7 separate regions of the Mus musculus genome follow, and regions 1, 2, 4, 5, 6 and 7 are each linked to region 3. Evidence: chromatin contacts called from public HiChIP or PLAC-seq and promoter capture Hi-C data. All regions are on one chromosome and are shown on one strand. Each heading gives the region's core, a stretch centred on a gene start, on an enhancer-like site or on the middle of the called end of the contact. The rest is flanking DNA. Distances are from core to core; before and after follow the strand shown.

Region 1 (3,988 bases), core at 383-2,882, 560 kb after region 3:
TCACTTAGCTTCTCTCCAGAGTGAACACAAGGTATGGGCCTATTCCCTTGCAGGAGTAGCTATTTTAAAATCTGGGTGGGAGATAAAAATGCTTTAAACTCAGAATTGCAAAAAGCATCACCATCATCATAATACATTAAGAGTGCTGGGTGTGGTGGCACAAATGACAACTGGCTATTATTCTACTCTGTGCTTGCTATGGCAAGCATGCACTGGAGTTTGGTAGACTTGGGCTCTCAAGTAAAAAACAAAAAACAAAAAACAGGAGAGCGCAGCGGTTTAAAAGGGGGGGGGGGGCTTCAGACTTATTCTGATTGGATGTTGCTAGCTAAGAAGCAGGAGGGCTGGAAGCAGGGAGTCATTGGTTTAGAGAGCATATTTGGCTTTCTCTGATTGGTCTCAAGTTGGAAGCAGCGGTAAAAATATGGAAGCTGCAAGTCAGTGACTAAGTACTGACTGTCCAGGATTCCCTAACGTCGGTGTTTAGTAAGGAATCGCACTGTCCCAAAGGGTTTAACCACTGTCAGTATTTCCAGCCCTCCAGCAGCGTAAGACGCGAGTTTTTAACTTTCTCCGGCCCAGCTCGATTTTTACTTAACAAACAAAAAAGTTTGTTTTGCTTGGAACAAGACGACTTTCTAGGTTAAGGATAAGACATCAGGATCCGAGAATCATAGAAACAAACGCACAAATATCTGCAGTAAGGGTCAGGCAGGAGAATCTACGGGTCTCCCATTTGCACAGCGAGCCCTCACTGGTAGAGGCGATCCGCCCTTCTTTCTAGAAGAGTGCCACTGCGGGCAGGAGCAAAGGGTCACCTCGCCTGCACTCCGGGTTTGATAGCCCACGACCGAGGGCGCGCTCCCGGCTCACTGCTTCCCCCGGTGCCCCTTCCCGCTCCCTCTCAGACAGCATCGGCCCCAAAGGCCCCACTTTTCTGCACGCCCTGGCCTCGCAGCGTCCTCCCGGCCATCCCAGCTCAGCTTCCGGACCCGCGCAGGCTGCCCTCCGAGTGTGTCCGAGGTCAGCAGTCAGCAGACGTCCCCTCCGGCCCGGGACCCGTCAGCCCAGCTCCGAAGGGACGAACGAAGGCAAGGGCGACAGTCCTCGGCCACCGCCATTCATTTCCCCAGCGGTCTCGTCAGCTCTGCAGGCAAGCCCTCTCGCCCGTCCGTCCATCCGTCCGTCCCTCCGTCCCGAAAGCAACCCCGTGTTTCCCTGAGCTCGGCCCCGTCAAAGGCCGGTCTCTCCCGACCCTCGCCCGCCGCGCCCAGGAAGCCGTGACGCCGCGGCGGCTGCAGCTGCAGCGGCCGAGCTCTCGCCATCTTGTGTGGAGGAGGAGGAGCCGCGGCCGCCGCCATGCGGAGCGGCTGGGAAGGAGGGAGGGAGGCGACGGCGGCGGGCGAGGGAGGGGGCAGAGCAGCAGAGTCAGCTCAGCCCGGCGGCGGCGACATCGGGGGCGCCGGCACAGCGGGCGCCGGCCGAGGTAGTGCGGGGTGGCGGCGGCGGCGGCGGCGGCGAGCTGCGCGGGCAGCGAGCGTCGCGGCGGGGGCGGGGCGGGGCGGCGGGCGTCGCGGCGAGGGGCCGGGTGGGGGCGGGCGGAGGTTTCCGAGGAGGAAGGAGCCGCCGCCATTTTGGGAGCTTCGAGTCAACAATAAAGGACCGAGGGTGCGGAGCGGGAGTGGCCTCGGTGGTAGGACTCGGGCCCGAGCCGCGGGGCGTGGGGTGAGGCGGCGTGGTCGGGGTCGGCAGGATCCTGAGGGTATCAGGGAGCCCCCTTCGGGCAGAAGCCCGAGGCCCAGGCCTGGCCCGGGAGGACGGGCGGGTGGCCGCTGAGAAGAGCGGGGGCGGCGGAGAGGAGTGGAACCGAGGAATGTGGCGTGTGCGGGGTATGGAGGAGGAGCGGCGGGGAGCTCTGGACGAGCGGTGCGGTAGACGGGAGCGGGGACGGAACACCGGCCGGGACACCCGAGTGAGGTTGGGAGTGCGAGGCAGGGCAGCCCTGCGGGGGGTGGCAGGGCTGTGCTGGCCGGGGACTCGGCTGGGAGAGGAGCCGCGGCTGCTCGCTTGCAAGTAGGCCTTGCAGGTTGGTGGGGACAGAGGGTTTGGGGGAGACTCGGCGGCGTAAGAGGGGAGGAGAGGCGGTCCAGTTTCGGGGTTCTCTTCCGGGCCTTCTGAGGGGGGGGAGTCCCTATTGTTTCCCACTCGCAGAGCTGGTTCCGGCTCTTGTGGCGCAGATAGGATTGCAGGGCAGAAACCCTTTTGCTTTTTGATCCGAGGGAGCTGGGTTTGAAGCGAGGGAAGTTGGGGGAGGGGGCGAGGAATTATTGCCTTACGGTTACCGGACTCCGATTCTTGGCTTAGGGTTTTCCCTTCGCCATAGCCCCCCTTTACCTTCGTAAGAACCCCAATCACTCCTACTTCCTGTTGAGGCGTATAGAAATCGCCCTGTATTTGCAAACAAAAGCCCTTGTTGGAGCTTATGGGACTGTTTTAGGTGTGAAAACTGTCAATTGCTAACCACGGTCTGGGCCCTGCTGTAATTAACTCTGCCAGGGGCTCCTCCCAACTAAGTCTTATGTTCCTTCGTGGTTTTGTTTTAGGAATATAACTTGCAAATCTAAATTGGGAAGGGGTAGGACGAAAAATTTCCCACTGAGCCATAAAGCTGCAGTGCAGGTATCCGTTTCTGGAGGGAGCAGTTATCGAAGTCTCTGGGTTTAAGGCGCTAGGAGGTTTTACTGTGCTTGATTGACAGTACTGATGGTGTCGGTTAGGATTCAGAGGTTGCCCCCTTCATCCTCTTAGTGCTGTACAAACAGTAAGCCTTCCTGTTTGACGGACCTGATACTGTTGATCGTATGCTGTCAATACAGAAAATACCTATTGAGATAACAAATAAACAATTTAATGTGATAGAAGCATTTGTGAGCAAGTTGATGTATTTAACTTGAGATATCTTTTGACTTCTAAATTATGGATTTGGGATACTTGGTTTGAGGCAAAGATAACCAGTACTAATTAAGCTAGTGTTTCGGGTGCCAGTGAAATGTAAGGGGGTTACAAAATAAAACTGAAGGAGTTGGACTTATACTTACAAGTCCTTAGTAATATTTTATTTACCAAATTTTGAGAATTCCATTTGGGGAACAATTTAAAGTAGAGGAGGTTGACCAACTCTTTCTTAAAATAACTGTTAATTAGACGCTGTATTCTAGGTGATTTGGGAGAATTTTATTAAACCTGTAAGTTTAACTCTCTGGTATTTCTTTCCCCCTTAACTACAGGACTCCCCGCCCCCACCTTTGAACTTTATTTTGAAAAGTGTTGTATTAAAAGGCAGCACTAACAGCTTTCAACTTTTTTTTTGAAAAGTCTTCTCGTTTTAAGGTTTTTGGTTTCTGTCAGAAATAGAAAAAAAGTTAATAACTTGTCTTGGTCAAATCTAGATGTACATTAAGTAAATTGAGTGATATTTCAAGTCTTAATGCAATTAAACGTAATGACTTTTAAAGGTGGCAGGACTTCGAATTCATCAGGGGCGATTGGAGAACAGATTGTTATTTGAGAGTGAATTTGAATTTTATCAATAGTATCTTTCTGCCTCACTTTCTCTAAGTTTCTTTGATCTTGGAATTTTAAATGTTTGAGGTTAGATTTTTTTTTTTTTTTTTTTTTTTTTTTGTAGATTGGGTTTTTTAAGGCAGTTCTTCGATGTGTCTTTCTTATCTCAAGTAGTGATTTGGCCTGAGTGTGGCTGTTAGTGGTTCTCTAGAAGGTGAGCATTCTAAAGGAGCTCTTTAAAAGGGAACAATTTTCCCCCAACTTTGTTGTCTGCTAATTTAATTTTTTCTTTGTTTCAGATTGAAGTGAGTGAATTCAGATATAATTCAAGCTTGTTAGAGGGCTTTAAAAAAAAAAGTTGATTCGGTGCATGAAAGCAAGTTAACTACTGCTGCTCACCGTTGAGAGACTTACAGGTGCTTGC
Region 2 (4,162 bases), core at 1,634-4,133, 560 kb before region 3:
CGAGAAGGAAAGGAAGTTGACCTTTGACCCTAAGGATCTCTACAACAGAGGGAATCCCTCTTTTAGTTTGTGTCTTTCCTGGATGTTGCTGACTGGTCATGTCTGCTTTCTGGGTCCCTACTACACAGACCTACCTCATTTCCCTTCTTTCCCCATCTGGTAGATCAGCCACACCCGCACTGTGTTGTTCTTCTGCTTTCCCCAGAACTGGAGGTCTTGTCTCCCCACCCTGGATCAAGCCTCTAGGGGTGAATCTTCTTGTGGATCCTCTCTCCATGTTACCCAGAGGGACCCCATGTCTTCAGAAAATCCTTCAGAACTGGGGCCATCCTTTAGTTCAGTTACAGTATTGACCAAGTATCTACTGCAAAACCTAACTACTGGGTACACACACAAGACCTTCTGTGAGTTGGTTCTGTCCACAACCACCTAGCCCTCTCTAAGCACAAGGATGACTTTGAGGTCCATGAGAGTACAAAGCCCGTGTACCATTTCCTATGACATCAGGCCTCTCTCTCGGCTCCACAGACCCTCAGACTCACCAGCTTGTCCAGACTCGGCCCTGCCATTCTCTCCCCCTGCTACCTACACACGGAGCACGGGTGTCAGTAGCATCTCCCCATGCCACTTGTCTTGTGTATTCTGTGCTTGTGACACAGAGGCCTCGTCTCCCTCGGTGCTCCCTTCAGTGCAGGACCGTATCACCTTCCTTACATCCCCAAGATCCCCCATGTGCCACCGACTGAATGCTTTGGGTTTCCCCAGATGAAAACAGTTAAATCCTACCTTCAAGGTAAGTGTATGAAGAGGCGTCCCTGAAGGGACTGTTGGGTCTCTGCTTCCCTCCAGCCCCTTTCTGTCTCCCTGACACCCTGAGGGGAGCAGTTTCTTCACCATTTGCTCCCACATGGCATTCAGTCCAGACCCTGAGCTGAGACCTCTGAGAGCATGAGCCAAAATTAACCTCTCCCCTGTGCAAGTTGTTTGCCTCGGTACTTTGTCACAGTGAGGTGTTTGGCCCTCCTTTTCAAGTGGATGTGGGGGTTCCTGCTCCTTTATCCTTTTCTTCACTTTTGACCAAGAGGTGAGGAGTTTTGCCTCCATCCATGCCTTCCAGAACATTCTACCTCGAGCCATGAAAACTGTCTAGTGATTAATCCCAGGGCACTTTCCCTCCTGGGGAACCTGCTCTATGTTAAAAGCTCTACCTGAGCTCTTAAGCCAGAGAGCACGGAGCCAACTGACCTGGACTGAAACCTTCCAATGTGGTAGTCAAATTAAACCTATTTTTATGTCTCGATTGTTACCTCGAGTGTTTGCCACAGTGATAGGAGGCTGCTAAACACAGACCGACTGAATAATGATGATAGCTTCACTTGGTAAGTACCTACTGTTTACCAAGCACTTGGCTAACTCAACTTTTATTACCATGCTCATTAAGTCCTTATCCAACAACAGGGTGGGCACAGCACATTCTTTTATCTCTTTTTCAGACAGTAACACCAAGGCTCAGAGAGGGTAGTAACTACCTTGTCTAGAGCCAGACAGTAACTACTAAAGCTTGTAATCCAAGGCCTGGGCATATGGCCACTGGACCTTGGGTGGGGCTGGGTTGGGAAGTCTCCTCAGGCATTTTGACTCTTAGCTGAGTTTTGCTGTCTGCAGCATCATGTGGCCGTTGTTCCTCTATGCTGGGTAACCCTGCACAAATGCCAACTAAAAACCCTGTCACCTAGAGTCCCAGAGGTTTCTTCCTGAAGGGACATGCTGCTCTTGTGACAAGGGAGGTAGAGTTGGGGGAGGAAGTGCCTGGGGCCTGTCATCTTGTCCCTGACTCCTACCTTCTGCTACTGAGTGACAGTCAGCCAGAGCGGTGGGGAAGGAGGAGAGCTCTAAGGACCCACAAGAGACTGTTCATTTTGGCTCCTAGCCCATGGTGGAGTTAAGTGGCTGGAAAACTCCTAATTGGGGTATGGGGGTGTGTGGCCAAGGCAGCTGCAGCTGTGACAGCTCGACCATGTGCCAGCCTTGAGATCAAACCACTTACAGGATACATCCCTCAGGAGAGGTGTCTATGCCCAAACAAAGAGATGCTGAAGCCAATCTTACCCTGTGTGGGGACAGAACCAGAGACATCAAAGCTGGCTCTAGCCCCAGGAGCTCACACAGTCTTCCCAGCTGGAAAAACTCATCAAGGAGTAAGTTCGGAATTTACTACCTAACAAACAAGACAGGATAGCGTCAGCCTCCTCTCTGGGAAAAGAGGCTGGGAGTCTAGGCTGTCCTTGCTGCAAAACCTGGGACCCAAGGTCTGAAATTGAGTGTAAGTTCATTAGGAGGGAGAGTGCCCTGAGAATAATTATTAGATTATTCTCAACACTGTATATTGGGGTTTGTATTTGAGTATTTTTATGTTAAAAAACCCAACCAAACAAAACTAAGCCATCCTATAGCATTGTGCTCCTCCTAAGTGACACAGGTGTCACAGGTCCTGGATGGTGACCCACTGCCTAGTGGTCCTATAAAGATGACCATAGCAGCTTCCTGTAGGCATCAGAGAATGCCCAACACTGTATTCCATAATTACATCATTTTGTCCCTGTTTAAACCAATCTGGTAACTTCCGTTTCATTTGTTCCCATAGCAAGCAGAGCAGACATTGCTCATCTCTCTTTGCAGATATGAAATTGCTGAGACACAGTGCAAGGGAAACTAGAACCTGGAATCCTTAATCCAGACCCAGCACCCTCTCACAGCAAAGCATTTCTGTCTGAGCTGTTTGTCCACTGTCTGAAAAGCAAGCGGATCCTAAACGGTGAGGATGTAACAGTACTGCAGAAAGCTGTGCAGGGCTCTTGCTGGGCAGGCAGCCACACTGGCCTTCTGGAGTCCTGGGAGACAGCTCAGAACTTGGAAGACAATGTTCTATTACATGGTTTCCCACTGGGCCTGCATGTTGAGCTCAACAAACATTCAGAGAAGAGTAAATGCTTGGGCCATTTTCCCCCATGGAAGGATGAGACTGTCTCAGAGATGAAACGCACTACCGCTGCTGCTGTCTTCTCTATGGCTCTGACGTCTCTTCTCTCTCCCCAGCCCTGGCCATCGGAGGCATCTGGATAGGCAGGGCTTGGAGAACAGGAGTGAGACCTAGCAAGGCTTCACATCTGGCAGTCACAGCTCTGAAGGGACCGAAACAATTCATCACAGCCCTCCCCTGCTTCTAGTACACCTTGCTATAGGTTGGCTCAGCTTCTCTAGTCGCTCAGCTCCTCAGTACTGGGAGGAGCTTGCCAAGGCCCCTGGATCCTCACACATGGTGGATTCTACCCTCCCAGGGCATCCCTGTAGTACAGATGTCAGTCCTGCAGTCAGAAAAACAGAGAGAGGCCCAGAAGACAGCTGAAGGCAAAGAGGAGATCTGGGCTGGGCTGCAGATTCAGTGACGCATTTGGAGTGGAGCCCTGGTCTTCAGTTCCCGTGCAGACTTCAGGACATGTGTCATAAGGGAATCCCAAAGGGCAGTCCTGGATCACACACTTCTATGTCAGCTATTTATTTTCGAAGGTCCTCCACATGTGGTCTGTGTCATTTTGCTGTGGCAGGAAGGCAAGGTGCAGGTGTTTTGAGGCTGGTCAGCAGCAGTGGATTTAATGGGAAGCCAGGCTGAAGCCTTGCTCTCCTGTCAGGCGGCCTGGACCCTTCTAGAGGAGGTATCCTCTCTTCCCAGGGAGACTGGAGTGGCCTTGTGTTATAGAGGACTCGTGAGTATAGCACAGCCTTGTGTTTCAACAAGAGAGATTTGAGGAAACTTTGAGGTTGTCACCCCTCACAGTGCCCAGGTTTTCTTACTCCCCATGAGCAGGGGGAGAGGAAGGGAACACTGGACTACTGTAGAGTCTGTGACAATGGTCTGGTTTCCAGAAAAGACATCAGGCTGCCCCCTTTCTGCCCACACACTCTCAGACTGCCAGCACACACCAGCTGCCAACCTGATTCTAGTTAGCTCCACGACTGCCCTGGGAAGGCAAGCTCCCCAGACATTATTATCAGTGTAACAACCCAGTGTGACAGTCTGGCTCCCAAACACCTGACATGTGTGGTTCTATACATCAGGGTTAGTGTTTGTCTTTGTCTACTGGGGCTGTGGTGACAAAATACC
Region 3 (4,234 bases), core at 168-2,667:
ATCTGTTCTGCAAACACATGCTCACACACACACACACAAATAGTATAAACAATTTTAAATTTCATTTAAAAATAATTTGTAAACAAAATCATTAGCACAGGTTTTAGAAAGAGCCTCTTGGTGACATCAAGTTGATGCTGTAGATGGGGTATCATTCCTGAGGACCCAAAACCGGGTCTCAGCCTTTCCCCATTCTGAGAGTTCTCTCTTTTCTCAGCCACTAGCTGAAGAGTAGAGTGGCTCAGCACTGGGCTCTTGAGTTCCCAAGTCCTACAACTGGTCAGCCTGACTACTAACCAGCCATGAAGAAACAAGGAGTGGATGGGCTGAGTCTGCTGGGATGGGAGTGGAGTTAGTAAGTGGCCATGGATGTAATGACCCCAGCAATGCTGGCTAGAAGGCATGCCTCCTTTCCTTGTCTGGAGACGGAACGGGATCATCTTGTACTCACAGAAGGGAGAACATTCTAGCTGGTTGGGCCAAAATGTGCAAGTTCACCTGGAGGTGGTGGTGCATGCTTTTAACTCCAGTACTCAGGAGGCAGGGCCAGGTGGATCTCTGTGAGTTCAAGACCAGCCTGCACTATGGAGAGAGTTTTGGGACAGCCAGAGTTACACAGAAAAATCCTGGTGGAAAATCTGAAAGAAAGAGAGAAAGAAAGAAAGAAAGAAAGAAAGAAAGAAAGAAAGAAAGAAAGAAAGAAAGAAAGAAAGAAAGGAAGAAAGAAAGAAAGAGTGGCAGGCAGGCAGGCAGGAGGAAGGAAGGAAGGAAGGAAGGAAGGAAGGAAGGAAGGAAGGAAGGAAGGAAGGAAGGAAGGAAAATAGGTGCGACTTCAAGATCCGGAGTTACAAGCAGAATGCACTGTTTCCCTAACAGGGCCAAGTGTTTTGAGTAACTGAAGGTGGGCATGATGCCTGGGAAGCAGAAACAAGCCAGGCAGATGCACCCCTTGCCTTGCTTCCGAAGGGCTGCAGTAGCATGGAAAACATGGAAAACAACCAATCCATTCCCTTTGCTGATATAACAGGCTCCAAAGCCAAAACCTGTCACTGGAGGCTCAAGAGCAGATCTCCAGCCAAGAGGCAAAGGAATGGGGGAAGCTGGAGGGCCTCCCTCTGGTTATCCAGGCTTCTGAAGGTTCAAGCAAAGAAAGGGTTACAACCTTAAAAGGAGAGCGTCCCGGGGTATGGGTAGAAGACTGCTCCACCCCGACCCCCAGGGTCCCTAACCGTCTTTTCCCTGGGCGAGTCAGCCCAATCACAGGACTGAGAGTGCCTCTTTAGTAGCAGCAAGCCACTTCGGACACCCAAATGGAACACCTCCAGTCAGCCCTCGCCGACCACCCCACCCCCTCCATCCTTTTCCCTCAGCCTCCGATTGGCTGAATCTAGAGTCCCTCCCTGCTCCCCCCTCTCTCCCCACCCCTGGTGAAAACTGCGGGCTTCAGCGCTGGGTGCAGCAACTGGAGGCGTTGGCGCACCAGGAGGAGGCTGCAGCTAGGGGAGTCCAGGTGAGAGCAGGCCGACGGGAGGGACCCGCACATGCAAGGACCGCCGCAGGGCGAGGATGCAAGCCTTCCCCAGCTACAGTTTTGGGAAAGGATACCAGGGCGCTCCTATATGGGGGCGCGGGAACTGGGGAAAGAAGGTGCTCCCAGGTCGAGGTGGGAGAGGAAGGCAGTGCGGGGTCACGGGCTTTCTCCCTGCTAACGGACGCTTTCGAAGAGTGGGTGCCGGAGGAGAACCATGAGGAAGGACATCAAGGACAGCCTTTGGTCCCCAAGCTCAAATCGCTTTAGTGGTGCGAATAGAGGGAGGAGGTGGGTGGCAAACTGGAGGGAGTCCCCAGCGGGTGACCTCGTGGCTGGCTGGGTGCGGGGCACCGCAGGTAAGAAAACCGCAATGTTGCGGGAGGGGACTGGGTGGCAGGCGCGGGGGAGGGGAAAGCTAGAAAGGATGCGAGGGAGCGGAGGGGGGAGGGAGCGGGAGAATCTCAACTGGTAGAGGAAGATTAAAATGAGGAAATAGCATCAGGGTGGGGTTAGCCAAGCCGGGCCTCAGGGAAAGGGCGCAAAGTTTGTCTGGGTGTGGGCTTAGGTGGGCTGGGTATGAGATTCGGGGCGCCGAAAACACTGCTGCGCCTCTGCCAAATCACGCTACCCCTGTATCTAGTTCTGCCAGGCTTCTCCAGCCCCAGCCCCAATTCTTTTCTCTAGTGTTCCCCCTTCCCTCCCCTGAATCTCAAGCCCACACTCCCTCCTCCATAACCCACTGTTATCAAATCCAAGTCATTTGCCACCCAACAACCATCAGGAGGCGGAAGCAGACGGGAGGAGTTTGAGATCAACTTGGGCTACATCACGAGTTCCAGGCTCACCAAGGCTTCTTAAGGAGACCTTGTCTCTAAAATTAATTAATTAATTAATTAATAGTCCCCTTTCTCTGCCACAGAACCTTGGGATCTGGCTCCTGGTCGCAGCTCCCCCCACCCCAGGCTGACATTCACTGCCATAGCCCATCCGGAAATCCTAGTCTATTTCCCCATGGATCTTGAACTGCAGAGAGAATGGCAGAGTGGCCCGCCCTGTGCAAAGGATGTTCCTAGCCTAGGTGGAGCTCGCGAACTCGCAGACTGTGCCTCTCTTGGGCAAGGACAGGCTAGACAGCCTGCCGGTGTGTTGAGCTAGGGCACTGTGGGGAAGGCAGAGAACCTGTGCAGGGCAGCAATGAACACAGGACCAGAAAACTGCAGCCCTAGGAACACTCAAGAGCTGGCCATTTGCAAGCATCTCTGGCCTCCGTGCTTCTCACTCATGTCCCATGTCTTATACAGGCCTCTGTGGCACCTCGCTTGCCTGATCTCATCCCTAGCCGTTAAGCTTTCTGCATGACTTATCACTTGGGGCATAATGCTGGATACCTACCATTTTCTTAGACCCCATCAAAATCCTATTTGAGTGTACGGTTCGGAGAACCTCATTTATCCGGTAAATGTCTTTTACTCTGCTCTCAGGGAGCTGAGGCAGGACATCCTGAGATACATTGGGAGAGGAGATACAGTTTCAATAAAATAATAGGTTGGGTGGAGGTACATGCCTATAATGCCACCACTCAGGAAATGGTGGCAGCTTCGTGAGTTTGAGGCCAACCCAAGAAACATAGTGAAACCCTGTCAGTAAATAAGTAAGCAAGTATTTGAGTATCTACTATATGCTAGGGCTGACCTGGACATTAGGGGTCATCTTCTGAACAAACTAGTGCTTGAGGGAGGTATTTGGGGTTTTTGTTTGTTTAATGGATCTGAATGAGTTCCAGAGACTGGCTACACAGCGATATGACTGAGCTTAACACCCCTAAAGCATACAGTCAGACCAATTAGACAATAAAAGGTATGTATAGCTTACCAAATAAAAAAATTGTATTTTCAAGAGAGTGTCTGTCTGTGTAGCCCTGGCTGTTCTTGAACTCACTCTGTAGACCAGGCTGGCCTGGAAATCCATCTGCCTGCCTCTGCCTCTCTGCCTCTCTGCCTCTCTGCCTCTCTCTCTGCCTCTCTCTGCCTCTCTCTGCCCCTCTCTGCCCCTCTCTGCCCCTCTCTGCCCCTCTCTGCCGCCCTCTGCCTTCTGCCCTCTGCCCTCTGGCCTCTGGCCTCTGCCCTCTGCCCTCTGGCCTCTGGCCTCTGCCTCTGCCTCTTGAGTGCTGGAATCAAAGGTGTGAGCTCTGTAGGTCTTAAGTTCCAGAAGAAAGTAATGAAGTCACCCAGCAGGGAGGTGCTCAGGGACAGCACAGACACACACCCAGGACATAGGCTCCCACTTCCTTGGCTTTCTCTGAGTGGCAAAGGACCTTAGGCAGTGTCACTCCCTAAGAGAAGGGGATAAAGAGAGGGGCTGAGGTATTCATCATGTGCTCCGTGGATCTCAAGCCCTCAAGGTAAATGGGGACCCACCTGTCCTACCAGCTGGCTGACCTGTAGCTTTCCCCACCACAGAATCCAAGTCGGAACTCTTGGCACCATGAACCCAGCCATCAGCGTCGCTCTCCTGCTCTCAGGTACTGGGCAAGGGTCAGGGCTGGCATTCTAAGGAATCTGGCTTCCTCCCATCCCGGGAAGTAGCCTCTTTGCCATAGTCTCAGGGGCACAGGTGGTTGGGAGGTGCGGGGGTGGGGAGTGGGGAGGAGCCTCAACCTCACCAGTGGTGGTCTTTGACATATTAGAAACTCCATAATGGATC
Region 4 (4,278 bases), core at 1,545-4,044, 780 kb before region 3:
TGGTAGGCATTTTGCCTGTTCCTGGGGACCAGGCTCCTATCACTAGCCACAGCCCTCCATAGATTTGTGGCCATCAGTCATGTAGGGGCACCGCCCAAGCCCCTCCTTAGTAGAGGATGTGACCTATGGTCACATAGCCTCAGGACAGATCTCCATTTTAATGAGGTACATAAAGGACTAGAGAACTTAGCCAATAAGTTTTCCTTCTCAGACACTCCTCCCTGCAAAAGGTGTTTAACCTCAGCCCCACCCTGAAAAGTGGGGTATAGTTTTAGTCATCTACTTTATGCCATGACAATACATGCCTTAAAACCAAGGACTGCCTCTTTTCATCAGGATCCGCTGTAGGGAGCCATGGAGAAGGCCTTTGCCTACAGAGCCTGTAGGCCTCTCTGTGCTCCCAGCCATGGCTGCCACCAAGCCAAGCCAAGCCAAGGACTCTCCCAGCGGGACTAGCTGGAGCTTCCCCCTCCCCATCACCCTACCCCAGGCCCTGGGCTAGATCCAGCCATCAGCCCCCACTCTATTCTCAGCTCTTCCACAGCATCCAACGCTGCCTGGGTGTTTGAGAGCCTGAGAGCCAGAGGCCCGGGGACCCCCAAACTATCTCCAGCTGTCCCGCACCTCACACCGTGCCTCCCCACCCTTGGAGCGGTGTCCCTTGGTTTCCCCATAGCCTGACACCAACCCAGCAACAGCGACAGCGTGGGGTAAGTGGAGGGTGGGGGAGTGGGGGAGTGGGGGGTAAGGGGTGGGAAGGTTGGGGAGAATGGGATTGACTCCCCGAGTCCCACCTCCCCGAGCTGCTGAGCCCTGTGGCAGAGCAGACTCGAGACCCTATAACCCTACATACCATTGATTTTTTTGGTTAATTAGTGCCCTCTGGTCTCCACGCAACTAAGGAACAACAGTTCTTCTGGTCTGGTCAAGGCAAGTTTAAAGTTAGCAGCCAGAGTCACAGGCTTCTCCCTCAGGTCTGTCTCCAGCGTACTCTGGAGACCGCAGTGTGAAGAGGACTCCCTGAAACTATGTGCTTCTACACCACAATGCAGTTCTACCCTTGACATATTCTCTATGAGAAGAAGCCCAACTCTAGACACCTCCTGCTGAGGAATGGTGGGCCTGGAAGGACATCTAGAAGGAGTTTGGAAGCAAAATTAGCTGATATCACTTTGGTTCTGGTGGACCTACTAAGTGCTCCCTTGAGACACTCTCAGGTCTCTTTGAATGACGGCATGCTCGGCTTTACCTGTCCCTTGGATATTTTATACTTATATCTACAGTTCACAAAAAATAACTCCCTTGAACTTGCTGTAGAGTCAAGGATGACCCTAACTTCTGATCCCCCTGCCCTACCTCTCTAGATGTGGGACTAGAGGTGTGGTCTAAACATGCCTGATTTACAGGTTGCTGGGGAAGGAATCGGAAATTCATAATGGTAGGCAAGCTCTCTCCTAACTGAGCTACACCCCTAGCTAATATTAACCCTTTACCTATTTCTATTAAATTGGAGCTTCCAGATGGGGAGATGAATTTGAGATCTGCCAATTTCCCCGGGAATGTAAGACTCTGGGGGAGGAGGTAGGTGTCTAGAAGTAGGTTTCCTACCTACTGAATGGACAATTGGGAATCTCTTGTCTTGTAGCTACTGCTATGAAGTAGGGTGGCACAGTGGTAGTATGGTGGGGTAGCTTGGTGGTTGTAGTGGTTTAAATGAAAATGATCCCATAGATTCTAGGGAGTGGTGCTATTTGAAAAGATTAAGTGCTGTGGCCTTGTTGGATTGGTGTGGACTTATCGGAGGAAGTGGGCTTCAAATGCTCCAGGCAGGCCCAGTGTCTGCACCCTTCTCTCCCTTCTGCCTACAGATCCAGGTGTAGAATTCTTGGTTACTTCTCTAGCATTAAGGCTGCCTCTATGCTGCCCTGCTTTCCACCATGATGAGGACAGACCAACCCTCAGCCAGCCCCAACTAAATGTTTTCCTTTATAAGAGTTGCTGTGGTCATGGCATCTATTCACAGAGATAAAACCCTAATGAAGACGCCCAAACGTTCTCTCTCTCCTGCTGCCTGCAGATCCAGATATAGAATTCCTAGCACCATGTCTGCCTACATGCTTGCATGCTTGCGCCATGACAATAATGGACTCTGAAATCATAAGCCAGCCCCAATTAAATGTTTTCTTTTTTAAGAGTTGCTGTGGCCATGATGTCTCTGCACAGCAATAAAAACCCTAAGACGGTGGTAGTGTGTGGCTCGGTAGTAGAGTGGGCCTCATCTTGTAGGGAATGCTCTTTCAGCCACAGAATTGCCTGTAACTGCTTCTAACTGCTCTCTCTCTCTCTCCCTTCTTTTTAATTTCTGTGAGAAGAATCCCAGTTTGCTTTCTCTGAGCTTTGTGTGTGTATGTGTGTGTGTGCGCGCACGCGTGCGTGTGAGCATCACAACTTGTATTTTCCCACTTAGCAAAATATTAATTATCCTACCCTGGAACCTCTCTGTCGGGTGTATTTTCCTCGTGCCACCCTCTAAGCTGTGGGGTACCAAGAAACTGCTGTGTTTTTCCCTCATCTCAGCAAGACTCCTGTAGTGTCTGAGGGGAGACCTGTCCCACCTCGCTGGGTGCAGGCTAACCTCTGTGCCTCACAGTGGCATCCAGTGCTCCTGCTGTCTCAGCACGGCTCACACAGTGTGGGAACCTGTCATTTTCCTCCAGGAGGCTGTGAACGTAACTGCACCTGTATTCACACTATCATCTGAATTCCCAATGCCTAGTGCAGTGTCTGGCATAGAGTCATGGCTCTCGGAGCAGTTCCAGTGAAGCAGGTAAATGAATGAAAATAAAGAAAATAATGAAAATAAGGAACAGAGTGAAGGAGGCGCAGCTTCCTGTCTGCACCACGGCATCGGTGTCACCTCTTGCACAGTCCCATATGGAACTTATGACTTGAGCCCTTCCTGCCCTGGGTGTCTGGTGAGTCCTAACCTCTGTCCCTGCCTACTGAGGGGGAAGGCTCCAGGGAGCAAGTGCAGCCAAACGCAGAGTTTGAAAGAGTCTTAGTGAACAAGCGATTGATGGTCATCTGGATCCACCATGGGAGAATTGGTCCCTGGTCGCTGAGAAGGAAAAGCCTCCGAATTCTAAGCACTGGCCTCTCGGGTCCCACTTCCCACTAACACAGTGAGCAGAAAATGGATTGGTTTTTCTCTGCTTCACAGATGAGGAGATTGTGGTGTGAGACGTGGAATTAAGCTTTACCCAAGGTGACAGAGCTGCCCAGGGACCAGGTTCAGGCTGAAGGGTTATTCTTTTTGTTGTTGTTGTTGTTGTTTTGTTTGTTTGTTTTTCGAGACAGGGTTTCTCTGTGTAGCCCTGGCTGTCCTGGAACTCACTCTGTAGACCAGGCTGGCCTTGAACTCAGAAATCTGCCTGCCTCTGCCTCCCAAGTGCTGGGATTAAAGGCATGCGCCACCACGCCCGGCTGGGTTATTCTTTTTTTAATAACTTCTGACCAACAGGATAGCTGAATGCAGCCTAGCCCCCAAATTGTAAACTTAGTTAAAACGCTATGTTCTATTTTTTGCAATTAAAAATAATTACTATGTTGTGTGTGTGAGAGAGAGAGAGAGAGAGAGACAGAGACAGAGACAGAGAGACACAGAGAGAGAGACAGAGAGACAGAGAGCACACAAGCACAACGTTCAGTCTCCTCTTCCATCACGTGGGTTCCAGGGCTTGAACTCAGGTCATCAGGCTTGGTGACAAGTCCTTGACCCATGGAGCCATCTGTTAGCTGCAATTTGTGTGGTTTGTGAGCACAAACAACTTGTGTAGCAATAACAAAAGGCTTGGCATGTCTGGGGGCATGCGCATGGTGGCTATGAGGGCTCTTAACTGAAATGAGAAAGAAAATGAGGGTGTGGGTGGGGTAGGGTTTGGTGGTGCGTGCGTGCGTGCGTGTGTGTGTGTGTGTGTGTGTGTGTGTGTGTGTGTGTGTGTGTGTGTGCAGCATGTATGGGGGATGGGTTGGCGGTGTGTGCAGTGTGTGTGTGTGTGTGGGTGCAGTATGTGCAGTGTGTGTGTGTGCAGCATGTATGGAGGGTGGCTTGGTGGTGTGTGCAGTGTGCGTGTGTGTGGTGGGTTGAGTGTGTGTGCAGTGGGTGGGGGTGGGGGTTGGTAGTGTGTGCAGTTGGGGCGGGGGCTCAGGCTGCATCCTGGAGCCTGATGCCTTCCAGCCTGTGCTGTGGAGAACAGAGAGAGAAGGGCAGAGCTGCTC
Region 5 (4,143 bases), core at 105-2,604, 690 kb before region 3:
GTTTGATCATTATGTACAAAGTCTTGTGTTTGATCCCAGTACTCCATAAACCAGGCACTGTGATGTATATTTATAATCTCAGCAGAGACAGGTTAAGGCCATCCTTGGTTTTATACTGAATTTGAAGTCAGCTTGGGATACACACACACACACACACACACACACACACACACACATTTAAGTGCAAAATGACAGACAGGAACCAATTCTGTTGGCTTTGGCCTTTGGATTTACCCTATAAATGGATGAGGGATCGATTATCCCAATTATCAGATGAAGAAATGAGGGGCCATATGTGTGGTACCTTTTCAAAGGACACGAAGTCAAGATGAGACCCTGCTCTGACTGTATGTCACCAGACTATCCTCACTGCTGGATCCTGGAAACACTACAGAGTGGAATGCTTCCAAGAACACCATCAACAATGGCTGATTTCACCAGCAGGACATACCTCTAGACATGGACAGATACTATGAGCTCCTCCAAGGCAGGAGGCAGGGTCCTCTCAGCACCTCTCAGACCTAGGAGTCTTTTGGATATGATAACAGTGTGGCTCTGGCAGGGGCTGAGGAAGACAGCAGGGGAGGAAGGCAGTGGATGCTCAGGTCTGTGAGGAGGGCAGAGTTGGGGGTCCAGTCATCTCTTCACGACCCCTCCGCCTCTTCCTGAGGCCGGGGAGAGATGAAGGGCCTGGCGCTCTGCAGTGTTCTGTGGCGCTCAGGAAGATGGCTGCATATCAGGCTGAATCACACAAGCACTCTTGATAAACAGCGGTAGCTCTGCTCCTGCCAGCTAACGGGATTAATCTAAATGCACACAGGCACAGCTGGGTGAAATCAAAACACAGGACCCAGGTGACATGACACTCCTTAGCAGTGGACCCCTCCTAGTCTCGAGCCTTAGCATGTCAACCTGCCCTGTGCTGAAGTCCGTTTCTGAGGGCCTCATGATGACCATATGCATCAAGGGCTCAGGTGACTCCGAGGGACAAATGGTACATGAGGGAGGCTGGGTATATGGACAGTCTCAGAATGAACGTGGTGATGTCGGAAGTTTGGGAGCCATAGGCAGGGAGGGACACTTGCTTTGGAGGACAGGAGACGCCTCTGAATACTCCTGTTACCACCCGCCACCCCACCTCCCTGCCACTCTGCCAGTCCTGCTGCTGGGAAGAGCTCACCCTGGTAACCTTCATGAGAAGGAGAAACAGCTGGCACTTGGAGCTTGTTCTGGTCTCCCTGGAAAGGGAGGGCGGTGTATTTACCCAGACAGACACCCCATTCTACCCACCTGTAACCCCACTGTGCTGCTAAAGAAACTGTGGCAGGTTTGGAGGTTTATCAGATAGCATTCACCACAGAGACCGCATTTCCTCCCCAGTCACCGCTCAGGGGAAAAGTACAACGCAGGGCCAGCTCCAAGGCTGAGGCCATGAGAGCTCACTGCCTCCAGGTGGCAAACCCCCCTCCCCCCACCAAGGCATCAGGTCAGTTGCTTGGGCTGTAAGTTCCCTTGCACTTCCTGACTGAGTCCAGCACCCCAACTCCCACCCCGAAAGAAGCTCCAGGTGCTATGGGGGAGAGAGGGGATCTGGTGTGTGTGGGGGTGGGGGGGGAGAAATCACTTCTGATCTGTAAAGTCAGAGTGGTTTGGGAGGGTTGTCGATGTGTCCACCTCCTGCCTCTGGAGTGACAAACAAGATATAGTCCCGCCCCCTCCTGTAACCCACCCCTTATTCTTTCTCTGGAACCTCTGGGACCATAAACTGATAAACTGTCACTTTCTGTGCTGGACGCTTTAGCCTCCTGTTCTCCTCTTCCTCGAATGTCCCCTAGCAGCCCATGGAGGTGGCTCCTGCCTGTCACACGAGCCCCACAGTCCAGGGGAGCCAAGGCCACACTGCTGGAGCTTTATGACAAACCCCATTCCTCTTCTCACCTCCCCGGGATCCAGCCCAATTCTTGCTCAGCTCCTGAGAGTAGGTCCTGAGAAGAGAAAGGGTGGGGTGTGGAAACAAGATCGGTTCAAGTTCTTATCCCTTGGCGCCTGGCTCTGTGGCCTGGGCAGACCCTTTTGCCTCCCTCAGCATGGAAGTCCTGGTTTGTAAAACAAAGAAGAGGGAAGCAGAGGGAAGCGCTGCCTTACCTAGGCTACTCTGTTGTGGGAACAAATGAGGAAAATGTATACGCGTGGTCTCCATGCTGTGAGGCGTCACAGAACATTAGTTGTTCTACCACACCCCGGGGGCAGGCGTGCTCCCATATCCACGCCAGCTTTTCTATTAATACTGTTCAGAATGATAATGACTTAGGCATGATACCAGATGGGGGTGGGGGTGGGCTCAGTGGCCCTGGCGTTAAGACATCATGGGACTCTGTATAGGACCAAGGGAAGGAGCGCTACTCTCCACTTTAAAAAATTTTTTCATTTATGTACATAAACACACACACACACACACACACACACACACACACACACGCACGCACGCACGCACGCACGCACACACACACACACACAATGTGCATTGGTGTTTTGCCTGCATGTATGTCTGTGAGACTGTGTCAGACACCCTAGAACTAGAGTTTCAGACAGCTGCGAATGTGGGTGCTGGGAATTGAACCAGGCTTGAAAGAATAGCCAATACTCCTAACCACTGAACCATCTCTCCAGCCTCAGTTGCTTTCTTTAGAAAAACAAAGAGCTGCTGAGGTTCTGGCCTTCCAGACAACATTCTGGGCTTGGAGTCTGGACTCCGATGCTCCTACGGCCATGATGGTGACCTATGGCACTTATTGCAAAGCCACTGCTGATCCACATTTCCTCTCTGGCTTCATCACCACACTGGTCCTGTTTGTCTCGGGGCTTCCGCTCACTGAACCAGCATCTTCTCCTTGGTGCCCAAGGCTGAGTTGGACTGAATTTCAAATTCTTGCTTCCTGGGAGAGAGACATCACACTGTGTTCACCGGTAGGCTGAGGAGCTATGAGCTACCCATTCAGTGGTGGAATCAGCATGTGAGCTGTGGTCTAGGACGCCTGTGTGGACAAATCTATTTACCTGATTGGTATGCAATTGGCATGTCTTTGGTGGCTAATTTGTTCATCCGCCACAGTCATAGACTTAACCATAACACTTCCCCACGTATACCCACCTCCACAGAGATCCACTAGGATCTGGGAGGGGGTATTGAAGTATCAATGTGGGTGTGGGGTGGAGCACCCCACATCCAGGAGTTGCATCAGATCCTCTCTGCAGCCCTAGCTGCCCCCTTCCCCCTAGTCATCACATCCTGAGCCCACTCTTGCAGCCCAGAATGCAGCTGCTTGGTGCGTCGGGTAACTCATCTTACCCCTTGAATCCCCAGTTTCTTCATTCTGGCCAGAAGTAGCTTCCTGACATCAGTCAGCAGGATGGGGGTTCTCTGAATGCCACAGAGTTAGGGCTTGACCCTGCTCTGGTTTCTGCATGGTTGCGAGAGTCAAGGGTTAAACTTTCAGTCATTTTGAAAGCTAGTTTTCAACCCAGCTACCAGTACAAACTAAATTATATAAGTTACAATTAAACAAGTTGTATTAAACACAAAGGCAATAAATACTCAGAACTCATTACTTTCTAATTATTTCACTCCGTTTTACTATTTTCTATGCTCTTGAGGTTATTTATATGTATTGTGTTCTGCCTGGTGGAACGTCTATATAAGGGCACACAGCGATGTGCTCATTCCCAAGCCGATGTTTGGTCTGTTCAGTGGCTCTCAGTTGGCCAGGGTGGGAATAGCGACGGCACAAAAGTGGCAAATGTGGTAAGCGGGGCTTCATTGTTTCATTATTTGCCAAGATTTGAACAAGCTACCTTACTACACCTTAAACTTCAAAGTGTGCTGTTATATATATTGCTTTGTATGCAACACACGCGTGTGTGCACACGCAGGTGCACACGCAGGCACCCACAAACGGGAAAATGTTCTTGCAGAAAATGAGGACCATTACCTGAAACAGCATCGAGGATGCTCAAACCCCTGATGCATGAGAGAAGGGCCATGCATACTTTCGTCATTTCACTTTCCTTTTCTCCCAGTAATGCAAATGAAAATATCAGCCAATGTTCGGTCGCAATCATGGGCTGGTGATGATGCCAGGAGTT
Region 6 (4,274 bases), core at 894-3,393, 710 kb before region 3:
CCCAGACACTTATCCCAGAAGGAGCAGAGGCTTGTCTCTGGGATGGAGAGGGACACTGTCCCTCCCTGTACCTCCCCTCTCCTCCAGCAAACAGTGGCTTCATCACCTTGTGGTCCAGTTCAGGCTAGGGTTCAGAGACCCTGGGGAAGTCCAGTATCTGGGTCAGGCGTGGGACACTGTGGGTCTCTGAGGCAGACTGGGGACACTGTGGGACTCTGTGGCAGGCTGGCTCCCAGCATGTGCTTACTTACTCCTTCTAGCCTGAAGGTCACATGGTGCGGAGGGCTACAGCTCTTAGCTCCGGCTCTGGCTGGCTCCGACATTTCCCATCAGACTATGTACAGCCTCCTGCTGAGGCCCTCCTTGGAAGGGCTTCTCACTTCCAGCGAGTTCATGGCAGGCACCTTCAAGCTGACTAGAGATGGCCTAGCCAAGTTGCCCTGTGTGCCAGCATAGCCCGCAGTTCTGAGAACCCCTCCTCCCACACCCTCTGCCCAGTCCACAGGGGGAGCACAGGGCCCCAGAGAGGTGTTAGAGCCTCAGCCTCCTGGAAGCCTGTACCCATGCCACTGCTAACACCTCTCTCTCTCCCAGCAGGCACTGGGAAAACCCCCTATCAGTTCACAACCCTGGGACAGGCCACTGCAGAGTTTTCCAAGCCCCTGGACCGCAGTGGGCTGTTTAAAAACAATCCGGGTACCTGCCTGCTCCCCATCCCTCCCCTTCCTCTGTCATAGAAGGGCAGGTGGGCCATGCTGTGGGGGGATCTCTGCCACTGCTAGGGAGTCCTGGGTCCTGTTCCAGAGAGAGAGAGAGAGAGAGAGAGAGAGAAAGAGAGAGAGAGAGAGAGAGATATGCATGTCCCCTGTCCCCACCATCCTGGCTCTCTCTCTTTGGACTTCTGTCTGCTGCCAAGGCTGGTCTCCTGGGCCACCCTGTCCCCTTAGCTCTTATGGCTGGTATGGGTTTTTCTTTCTGGAAAGAGAGAGGCCAGGTCTCAACTTCCAGTTTTCATTGTCACCCAGGATCCATAGAATCTTCTCTTTCTCTGGCAGCTTCCACCCTAGGTGCAGGGACAGCTCCAGGGGTTCTTGCTCAGTGCAGTGGGAAGTTCTGCAGGTGGTAGGGCCCACTGCATGCAGCCACAGCCTCGCTGGATCGTGGCTGCCAAATACTGACCCTGAGAACCTCTCTAGCATCTCATTCTCCAAGTCATGGGTGATCTGCCCTGCTGCCGAGCAGGCTTTCCATTGCGTCTCCCAGTCAAGCCCTTTATAGAGTGCCTGGGCTAAGAAGGAGGGTGGGGAGGCAGGCAGACTTACTCTGGCTACCCCCTTCTCATCAAGTACTGAGAGCCACCTGCTGGGACCTTGGGATGGCTGTCTTAGCCTTGAGTGACAGTCACACTGGCCAATGGCTGACCTTCTGTGGGTTCCTGGTCTGCTGCTGGTGAGATGTGAGACAACCAGAGCCAGGCAGAAGGAGTGGAATGATGGATTTGGAGTCTGGCTAGCCTTGGTTTCTAGTTCTGATAGCTCCTTGCTGCGGGCAAACTGCTGAGCTAAAAGAAAGGACCAAACAGGGGCAGACACTCACATGATGCTTGGCACAAGTGGAGCTCAATAAATGACCCTCACAGCAGAGCCAGGAGTCCCTCCTTCTGGGCAGTGTTGGCAGGGGCTGCTGACTGACTGAATGACTGTCCTGGACTCTGGCAAAGGGACAGGTCTATGGTTGTTAAGCCCTCTGGGCCAGTGGGTGGTGATCCTGGCAGCACAGTGCAGACCTAGACAGGGAGACAACGTTCTCCTGCTGTCTGGCCTCATCCATCTGACTGGCTCCTCCTTCTTCTGTCTGTCTTGCTGTCTCCTTCCTTTGCCTCTCAGGATGTCCAGTTGGCAACTGCACTGCCCCAGCTGCTGCACACCTCTGCAGGTGGCTGAACTTGGCCTTGGGCTGGATGATGCTTGGGGGTCACTTTGGGGCAGGCATTGAAGCTGCTCCATCTATGGGGCTTCCTGATTGCCATCCAGGGCTCCTCCTAACTGGAACATTTTGTCTTCCCAGGCTTTCCCTCCCTCCTCCGGAGCCAAGTTCCCAAGGCCCAGCCTCAGACTTGGAAATCTGGCAAGCAGACTCTGCTGGTGAGTACGGCGTACCGGGAGAGTTGCCAAACATAGGCATGTCCAGGGACCTGGCAACTGAGCAGGCTTCCTGAGTCTGTTTGACAAGAGTGACTTTTCTGGGCCATGCTGGGAGCATAGGAGGCAGCAGTGACCCTTACACCAACATGTAGCAAAGATAGAGAAATGGACTTACAGGCAGGGGACCAGTAACTGCACACTGCCTTTGATCTCAGTTTAGAACCTGTAACACACGCATCCTATGTTTGTATTTGCAAGTGATCACTGAGTATCGATGGTGGCTTGGTCACCAAGAGGCATGTGATTGTGATGGGTGTCACTCCTAGGGCTACTTTCTATTTCTGACAGCATTGAGGCCATTAGGGGTGATGGTGTGTGTATGGGGGCCGGGGAGCTAGAAAGCTAGAAAGGTATATTTAGAATTTACTCTCTAATAACTCTAAGCTGGGGCTATTAGAAAGCAGCACTGGAGGGAGGATGTGGCCGAGGGACGGAGACTATCTGCTGGCATCTCAGAACCACAGACCCTTTTCAAGACTCTCTTCATTCTTGTATTTATGGGTACACTGTCACTGTCTTCAGAGACACCAGAAGAGGGCACCAAATCCCATTATAGATGGTTGTGAGCCACCATGTGGTTGCTGGGAATTGAACTCAGGACCACTGGAAGAGCAGTCTGTGCTCTTAACCAGCGAGCCATCTCTCCAGGCCTTCTCTTCATCCTTATAACGTGATGATGAGACGAAGTGCCCCCCCCCCCCTTGTGGACCGACAGTCTTATCCGTGCCTGGGAATAGCATTGATCACAGACTGCCACCCTGGAGGCTTCATTTCCCCTAATGCTTCCCTCTCAACAGCTTGCTAGGTCCTGAGAGGTCATCCAGTGAGCCATGCAGGTAACACCAGGGTTTTGTTGAGATGGGGGTGGGGGATGGGGGTCAGAGCCCTCCCTTCAGCTGCTTTTGCATTTTGAGGTCAGAGCACGAGATTTACTCTGTTCTACAAAGAGCGGCTGGGGCTGGTTTAATTGAAAAAAGTCTTTAATTTGTGGGCGAGAAGAGCTAAGCGATTGCATGTAATGCGGAGCTGGGCCCAAGGGCGTTGAAGCAGCAGGACTGTGGGAAACAGATAATGGGAGAGAGTTATCCCTCTCCCTCCTATGCACCTTCCTGGCTCTCCAGCCTCGGAGGCTCCAGCAGGACAAGGCTGTGCTGTCCTACTGTGACACCTAGTGTTGGGAGGATAGAGGCCAGTGCAGTAGGAGGCCTGAGAGCCAGGCTGCCTTGTGCCTAGGCCCCAGCCAGCACCAGCTTCCTATGTGATATTGTGTGAGTCGATCTTCCATGCCTCAGTTTCCCCATTTCTAACATGAATTCTGCAGTTTGGGTGATCTCATAGTCCTTGTGACTCTCACATGTGGTGACCCTAACTAGGGAGGGATGGAAATGAGCACCCCACTCACGCCCCCTGCCCCTCAGACAGCTCTCAGACAGCAACATTGTTCACTGGCCTGCAATCCATACACTATTGACCCAGCCTTTCTGAAAGACAAGTTCTCGCCTATTCACCTTACCCAAAGCATGGTGGACTTCTTTGGGGGCCCTGGAATGGACCTGAGGGTTAGAGAGACCTGGCTCCAGGCTCTGCTCTATTAGAGCAGCCCTGTAACTTTTTGTCAATGCCCTGTTTTCCTTCTGGGGCCTTAGTTTTGTCTTCTATGAATCAATGGTTTAGCCGGAGTCTGGGCTGAAGACCCTCCTGCCCTGGCCTTGCCTACGCCTGACTTCTACTATGCAAGAGTGTCAGACCAGAGCTTCTGGGAGGCCCGTAGAGGCTCTGTGCCTGACCCACTTAGGGACAAGGCTGATTCCTGAGACCCTCCAGAGGCTGGCAGTGCTTGTACTGGCCAGGGGCAGCTCTTTGCTCTTCCATGCCAGTCTGGGGGGTGGGGTGGGGGACTGAGTTCTCAGTGGGGGTTAGGAGGAAGGGAGAAAGGGGCTGAGTTCCCTGAAATTGCCGTATGACATGATTCAAAGAGGAGGTTAGGAAAGCTCTGGCAAGAGAGGCTGGAGCTCCACAATTGTGGATGGTGGGGAGGGAGCACAGCGGAGGGAGGACCTGGCATAGTGG
Region 7 (4,093 bases), core at 1,049-3,548, 800 kb before region 3:
ACCCCATCGCAGGCTCTGGTGCTTTCCTCTGGTGCATTCTTTCCTGGTCGCCTTTCAGAGCAGAGCAATCACAACCCTTTGTAGCCAGAGGCTAGAAAAGCTCTGCTCCACTCCTAGCCTTTCATGCCCCACCCAGCTTGGCTATCAGACTTCGAGCCTAGGGATGGATAAATCTTTTTTTAAGGTTCCAGGGTGATCACAACACAGGGCTACTGGGCAGGTGGGTGGGACACTAACGGCACATTCTGTGACTGGCTTTTAGGTCAGAGGCTTAGAGGGGAGATTAGATACCCACTCCTGATTGACTCTGTCCAGAACACCATACATAAAATGTCCCTAAAGTTTGGCTGGATGTGCTGAGTGACCAGTTTCCCCTTCTCCACACACTGGCTCATTGGCCCTATTTGCATGTAAGAACCCAGTTTGGGCCTGTGTGGCAAGCACGGGCTACCATTCTGCTAAGTCCTTGGTCAGGATGACTCCCTGGGCCTGGGCTAGAACATCAGTCCAGGCTCACCTCTACTCTACCCAACACTGGATCTCCCTGGTACCTCTGATGCTCATGACAGTCTCACAGGATCCCTAGCTGGCTGCCCAAATTCTGCCCCCTCTCCCTCCAAGGTCTCCAAATAACTCTCAGTTTTGGAATGGAGGGGAGGGGAGAGGAGAGGAGGGAAGAGGAGGGATGGCTATTTAGTCCTGGATATTCGTCACTTCTGTTCCTCTCCCAAAGACAGAGGGGTGCAATGCCTCCTTTTAGGGGGAAGAGCTGAGAGTGGATGATTAGAAGACTCTCCTCCCCCCAACCATGAGATAAGGTCTCACTCTGTAGCTCTGTATAGCCTTGAACTTGTGTTCCTCCTGTCTTAGGCTCCTGGGATGACTGGGGTGGCATTTCACTGTCTTTTCTTTCAGAGATTTCTGTTGTTGGGTCACCGTCACTCAGCACCCTGGAGTTCCATTTCTGGATAACTCTAACATCTCTTCTTCTCTCCATACCACCACACCCACACAGAGACAGAGACAGAGACAGAGACAGAGAGAGAGAGAGAGAGAGAGAGAGAGAGAGAGACGGGACGGGAGGGGGGCAGCTAAACTGTGGACTTCACCAGCCCCTGTCAGGCATGGGCGGAGACACCGACCACCCTTTCCAACTGAGGGGAACCTCCCCTTTTCTCTCCTCCCTTCCCCCAACTCTGCCTAGGTCCTCTGGCTCCCAAGTAGTTCAGCCCTTCAGGTTACAGAGGAGAGCTGCTACCAGACTTGGGAGGGACCAAGGGCAGACAGCTCTGCAGGGAAAGCGATCCCGGAATGGTGCTCCAGGCTGGAGGTCTTGAAACCGCTTCCTTGCCAAAGAACAGCGGAGTAAGGGAAACTAACTTCACACCAACACAACAGGGAGAGCCCAAGGTCCTCTTGCCACCTGTGGATTTCCCCTTTAGTCACAGAGGCAGTGGCAAGAAAGGAGGCCTTGTTAACAAGAACTTTTGTCGGAGTGTCAGCTTGGAGTGCTGAGGAGGGAGCGGGCTTTGAAGCCGGTCAGTGCGTGAGAAGGGCCTTGGTTACTCAGAGCCAAGCAACAAAAAAGCTAGAGGGGTTCACGAAAGAGAATAAAGACCGGGATCTGGGTGCCAGAGAGTGGGCAGCGAGTTAGAGAGGTGACCTTGGGCATGTCACGTTCCCCTTTCGGCACTGCGTTTCTCTTCTGCGGGCTTGAGGGTTCCTGGGACGCCCGACAGCTTGCCCGCCCTCCGTGGTGGGTGGGACAGGACTCTTGATGGTACCTCACCTTCTTGAAATCCGCGATGAAGGAGATGAGAGTGCCGTCGGGTTTGCGCAGATCAAGGCTGATGCTGTCCGCGTCGCTGTCCGCCTGTAGACTCTCCTCGATCACCTGGCTGTCGGGCAGTCTCACTCGGACCCGCAGCTCGGCCGGAGCGCCGCTGCCCGCGCCCACGCCGTGCAGCGCCCCAAGCAGCAGCGGCGACAGCAGCAGCAGCAGCAGCGGCAGCGCGGGGCGCGCCGAGGGGACGTCGCGGCAGCCAGGGGGCCGCATCCCCGGGGCCCCCGGCGCGCCGCGTGGGGGAGGGGAGACGCGCCTACAAAGTTTGCTCGAAGTTGGGGGTCCGGTTCGGGGATTCCCGGCAGTCCCCTACTTCTAGAGGGGAGACTCAACCCGGAGGTTCCCCACGACGTGCAGCGAATTCACGTGGGCCGCGTACAGCCACGCACCCCGAGTCCCGGACGGCGCCCCCCGTGCGTGTCCCCTAGCCGCCCCGATTCCTGAGCTCCGGACTCCGTTCAGCACTTTTCATTCAATCCCACCCCCCGTCACTTCCTTCAGAAAACAGAAACCACCAGGACCTGCCTTAAAGAGACCGCGCACCTCTTGGCCCTTAAAGGGACCGCAGTGGCCCAGAGAGGGGCGGGGATTGGGGACCACGGGGCTCAGCCGCTTTGTGGTCTAGGCTGGCTTTCTCTGGATCCCTCCCTCCCGCCGCGCCCCGTCACCGGCCGGGCCTTGTCCAGAGTTTGCGCTCCGGGCAAATCCCTTCCTCCCATTAAGGGCGGGACGGGTGACTCCCCCGCCCCCTACACCCCTCTGGCTTGTTCTGGTGCCACGTGGATGAAATAATCGGGCTTGGGTTTTCAGAGGTTTTGCTTAGTCTTTTAGTTTCTCTGACACAGCGAATTTCTCAAAAGCGGCTGGGGGAAAAAATCAGGCCTCACCTAGCATTCTGGTCTTTTCCTAGGTCGGGGAGTGCAATTAGGGGTTGAGGGCCATCTGTGCATCCATCAGGTGTGAGCTGTTTTTGTAAGTGAGGCGGCCAATCTGGATGCGGCCATCAAGGAGCTTAACACTTTATGAGCCGTTATTCAGTTTTCTCTCCTGTGTTCAGTCAGCCTTTCTCCAGCCCAGCCCACCGCTCAGGGCCTCTGCTCTTTCCGATAACGGAAGCACCAATCAAGGGCCACAAAAAGACACTCCTGCTGTGCCAGAGACTCCAATAAGCTGAGTGAAGACTTGGGGAGCAGGATTCCCCTCTGGTTGGTGACACACAAGCATACTTTGAAAATTGTTTGAGCCTAACTGTCTGCTAGTGAACACAGAGGGTTGGGCGTCCCTGGAGATAAGGCCCCCTGGGCATGGCCAGGACCATTGTTTCTCCTGTCCATTGCCACTTCTGTTTGTTCCAGGTGCCCTGTGGTCTCTAGGGTCTTGATGACAGATGGTTGAAACTGTGCCTCCCCACTCCACCCCCTTCATCTTTCCTTCCTAGGGGATCTCTAGCACATGATCCACCCCCAACTAGCATGAGCCCGTCCTTTGGAACACATATAGGACTGAAGGGGACTTAAGATGTCCTCCATCAGCTAGAGAAAGTACCCAAGGAGCTGAAGGGATCTGCAACCCTATAGGTGGAACAACATTATCAACTAACCAGTACCCCCGGAGCTCTTGACTCTAGCTGCATATGTATCAAAAGATGGCCTAGTCGGCCATCACTGGAAAGAGAGGCCCATCGGACTTGCAAACTTCATATGTCCCAGTACAGGGGAATGCCAGGGCCAAAAAGTGGGGGTGGGTGGGTGGGTGGGAGGGTATGGGAGACTTTTGGGATAGCATTGAAAATGTAAATGAGGAAAATACCTAATAAAAAAATGAGAATTAAAAAAAGATGTCCTCCATCTCACTCGGGGCTTCCTAAATTTGCCCTACTTCAACTGTCACTTTGATATTCATTATGACACAGCTTCCAGGATCCTTAAGCCTATAGGTTCAGACTTTCTGGGAGAGGACAGGGAGGCAGCCCTGGCAACAAGGTCCAGTGTGGTGCTTGATAAGCCAGAGGTTGGTAGACACTTGGTCCTTGACAGCATCTTTATGGGGAAGCACCTGGCTCGAGGAGTATCTTTTCCTCACTCTGGGGAGTTGGGGCAGGCTGCCAGACAATAACTGGATTGTTTCCTTGGGGTCTTAGAGCCTGAGCTGGCAGCACCGAATTGCCTGGGGTCTCAGAGCTGGCCTCTTGCCTGACAGGATGCTAGATCTCAAAGAGGCCTTCGAGCTGGGAGTGCCCCCATGAGTCAG

What was found. Promoter capture Hi-C pulls out the DNA fragments that hold promoters and counts their contacts. HiChIP or PLAC-seq counts read pairs in DNA pulled down with a chosen protein or histone mark. Capture Hi-C pulls out chosen DNA fragments and counts their contacts.
Region 1: a promoter capture Hi-C map of adipose tissue shows a contact between it and region 3. The contact joins the promoter of Ddx6 here to the promoter of Thy1 in region 3. A contact is called at or near these places in 1 of 115 datasets of contacts at active chromatin or transcription factors (memory CD8 T cells) and 1 of 9 other capture datasets (adipose tissue).
Region 2: a contact with region 3 is called in a promoter capture Hi-C map of hippocampal neurons, with 3 times the contacts expected there. The contact joins the enhancer-like site here to the promoter of Thy1 in region 3. A contact is called at or near these places in 5 of 39 promoter capture datasets (embryonic stem cells, hippocampal neurons, liver and 1 more), 1 of 115 datasets of contacts at active chromatin or transcription factors (fibro-adipogenic progenitors) and 2 of 9 other capture datasets (embryonic stem cells and pancreatic islet).
Region 4: a promoter capture Hi-C map of embryonic stem cells shows a contact between it and region 3, with 3 times the contacts expected there. The contact joins the promoter of D630033O11Rik here to the promoter of Thy1 in region 3. A contact is called at or near these places in 6 of 39 promoter capture datasets (the 3T3-L1 cell line, embryonic stem cells, hippocampal neurons and 2 more) and 2 of 115 datasets of contacts at active chromatin or transcription factors (embryonic stem cells and forebrain).
Region 5: an H3K4me3 HiChIP or PLAC-seq map of the SCID.adh cell line shows a contact between it and region 3, with 6 times the contacts expected there. The contact joins the enhancer-like site here to the promoter of Thy1 in region 3. A contact is called at or near these places in 4 of 39 promoter capture datasets (embryonic stem cells, frontonasal cranial neural crest, hippocampal neurons and 1 more), 2 of 484 Hi-C or Micro-C datasets (the G1E-ER4 cell line and embryonic stem cells), 3 of 115 datasets of contacts at active chromatin or transcription factors (the SCID.adh cell line, embryonic stem cells and forebrain) and 4 of 9 other capture datasets (adipose tissue, embryonic stem cells, liver and 1 more).
Region 6: a contact with region 3 is called in an H3K4me3 HiChIP or PLAC-seq map of forebrain, with 4 times the contacts expected there. The contact joins the enhancer-like site here to the promoter of Thy1 in region 3. A contact is called at or near these places in 4 of 39 promoter capture datasets (frontonasal cranial neural crest, hippocampal neurons, liver and 1 more), 4 of 484 Hi-C or Micro-C datasets (the G1E-ER4 cell line, cortical neurons and embryonic stem cells), 5 of 115 datasets of contacts at active chromatin or transcription factors (SST interneurons, astrocytes, embryonic stem cells and 1 more) and 3 of 9 other capture datasets (embryonic stem cells, liver and pancreatic islet).
Region 7: an H3K4me3 HiChIP or PLAC-seq map of craniofacial prominence shows a contact between it and region 3, with 5 times the contacts expected there. The contact joins the promoter of Oaf here to the promoter of Thy1 in region 3. A contact is called at or near these places in 3 of 39 promoter capture datasets (embryonic stem cells and neural stem cells) and 5 of 115 datasets of contacts at active chromatin or transcription factors (the NIH/3T3 cell line, the SCID.adh cell line, craniofacial prominence and 2 more).

The regions. Positions count from the first base shown.
Region 1 is chr9:44,603,260-44,607,247 of GRCm38.p6, forward strand. It overlaps Ddx6 (DEAD (Asp-Glu-Ala-Asp) box polypeptide 6), which reads left to right and starts at 1,633. Exons shown (of 14, transcript NM_181324.3): 1 at 1,633-1,693; 2 at 3,864-3,988.
Region 2 is chr9:43,479,413-43,483,574 of GRCm38.p6, forward strand. No RefSeq gene overlaps it. Among named protein-coding and RNA genes, the nearest start is that of Gm36855, 39 kb to the right of the region's middle. Within about 2 kb of position 2,884, at least 43 of the 459 cell types and tissues checked have an H3K27ac peak or open chromatin away from gene starts, as enhancers often do. A contact at or near this core is called in fibro-adipogenic progenitors and hippocampal neurons, where this site is marked.
Region 3 is chr9:44,041,967-44,046,200 of GRCm38.p6, forward strand. It overlaps Thy1 (thymus cell antigen 1, theta), which reads left to right and starts at 1,418. Exons shown (of 4, transcript NM_009382.3): 1 at 1,418-1,510; 2 at 3,991-4,052. The coding sequence starts at 4,016. It overlaps Gm39323 (a long non-coding RNA gene), which reads right to left and starts at 218. Exons shown (of 3, transcript XR_870686.2): 1 at 1-218.
Region 4 is chr9:43,257,085-43,261,362 of GRCm38.p6, forward strand. It overlaps D630033O11Rik (RIKEN cDNA D630033O11 gene), which reads left to right and starts at 2,795. Exons shown (of 3, transcript NR_168927.1): 1 at 2,795-2,975.
Region 5 is chr9:43,348,922-43,353,064 of GRCm38.p6, forward strand. No RefSeq gene overlaps it. Among named protein-coding and RNA genes, the nearest start is that of Gm36799, 6.8 kb to the right of the region's middle. Within about 2 kb of position 1,355, at least 12 of the 459 cell types and tissues checked have an H3K27ac peak or open chromatin away from gene starts, as enhancers often do. A contact at or near this core is called in the SCID.adh cell line, where this site is marked.
Region 6 is chr9:43,330,243-43,334,516 of GRCm38.p6, forward strand. It overlaps Trim29 (tripartite motif-containing 29), which reads left to right. Exons shown (of 9, transcript NM_023655.2): 8 at 2,068-2,144. Among named protein-coding and RNA genes, the nearest start is that of Trim29, 22 kb to the left of the region's middle. Within about 2 kb of position 2,144, at least 37 of the 459 cell types and tissues checked have an H3K27ac peak or open chromatin away from gene starts, as enhancers often do. A contact at or near this core is called in astrocytes, cortical neurons and forebrain, where this site is marked.
Region 7 is chr9:43,237,518-43,241,610 of GRCm38.p6, forward strand. It overlaps Oaf (out at first homolog), which reads right to left and starts at 2,299. Exons shown (of 4, transcript NM_178644.3): 1 at 1,790-2,299. The coding sequence starts at 2,056.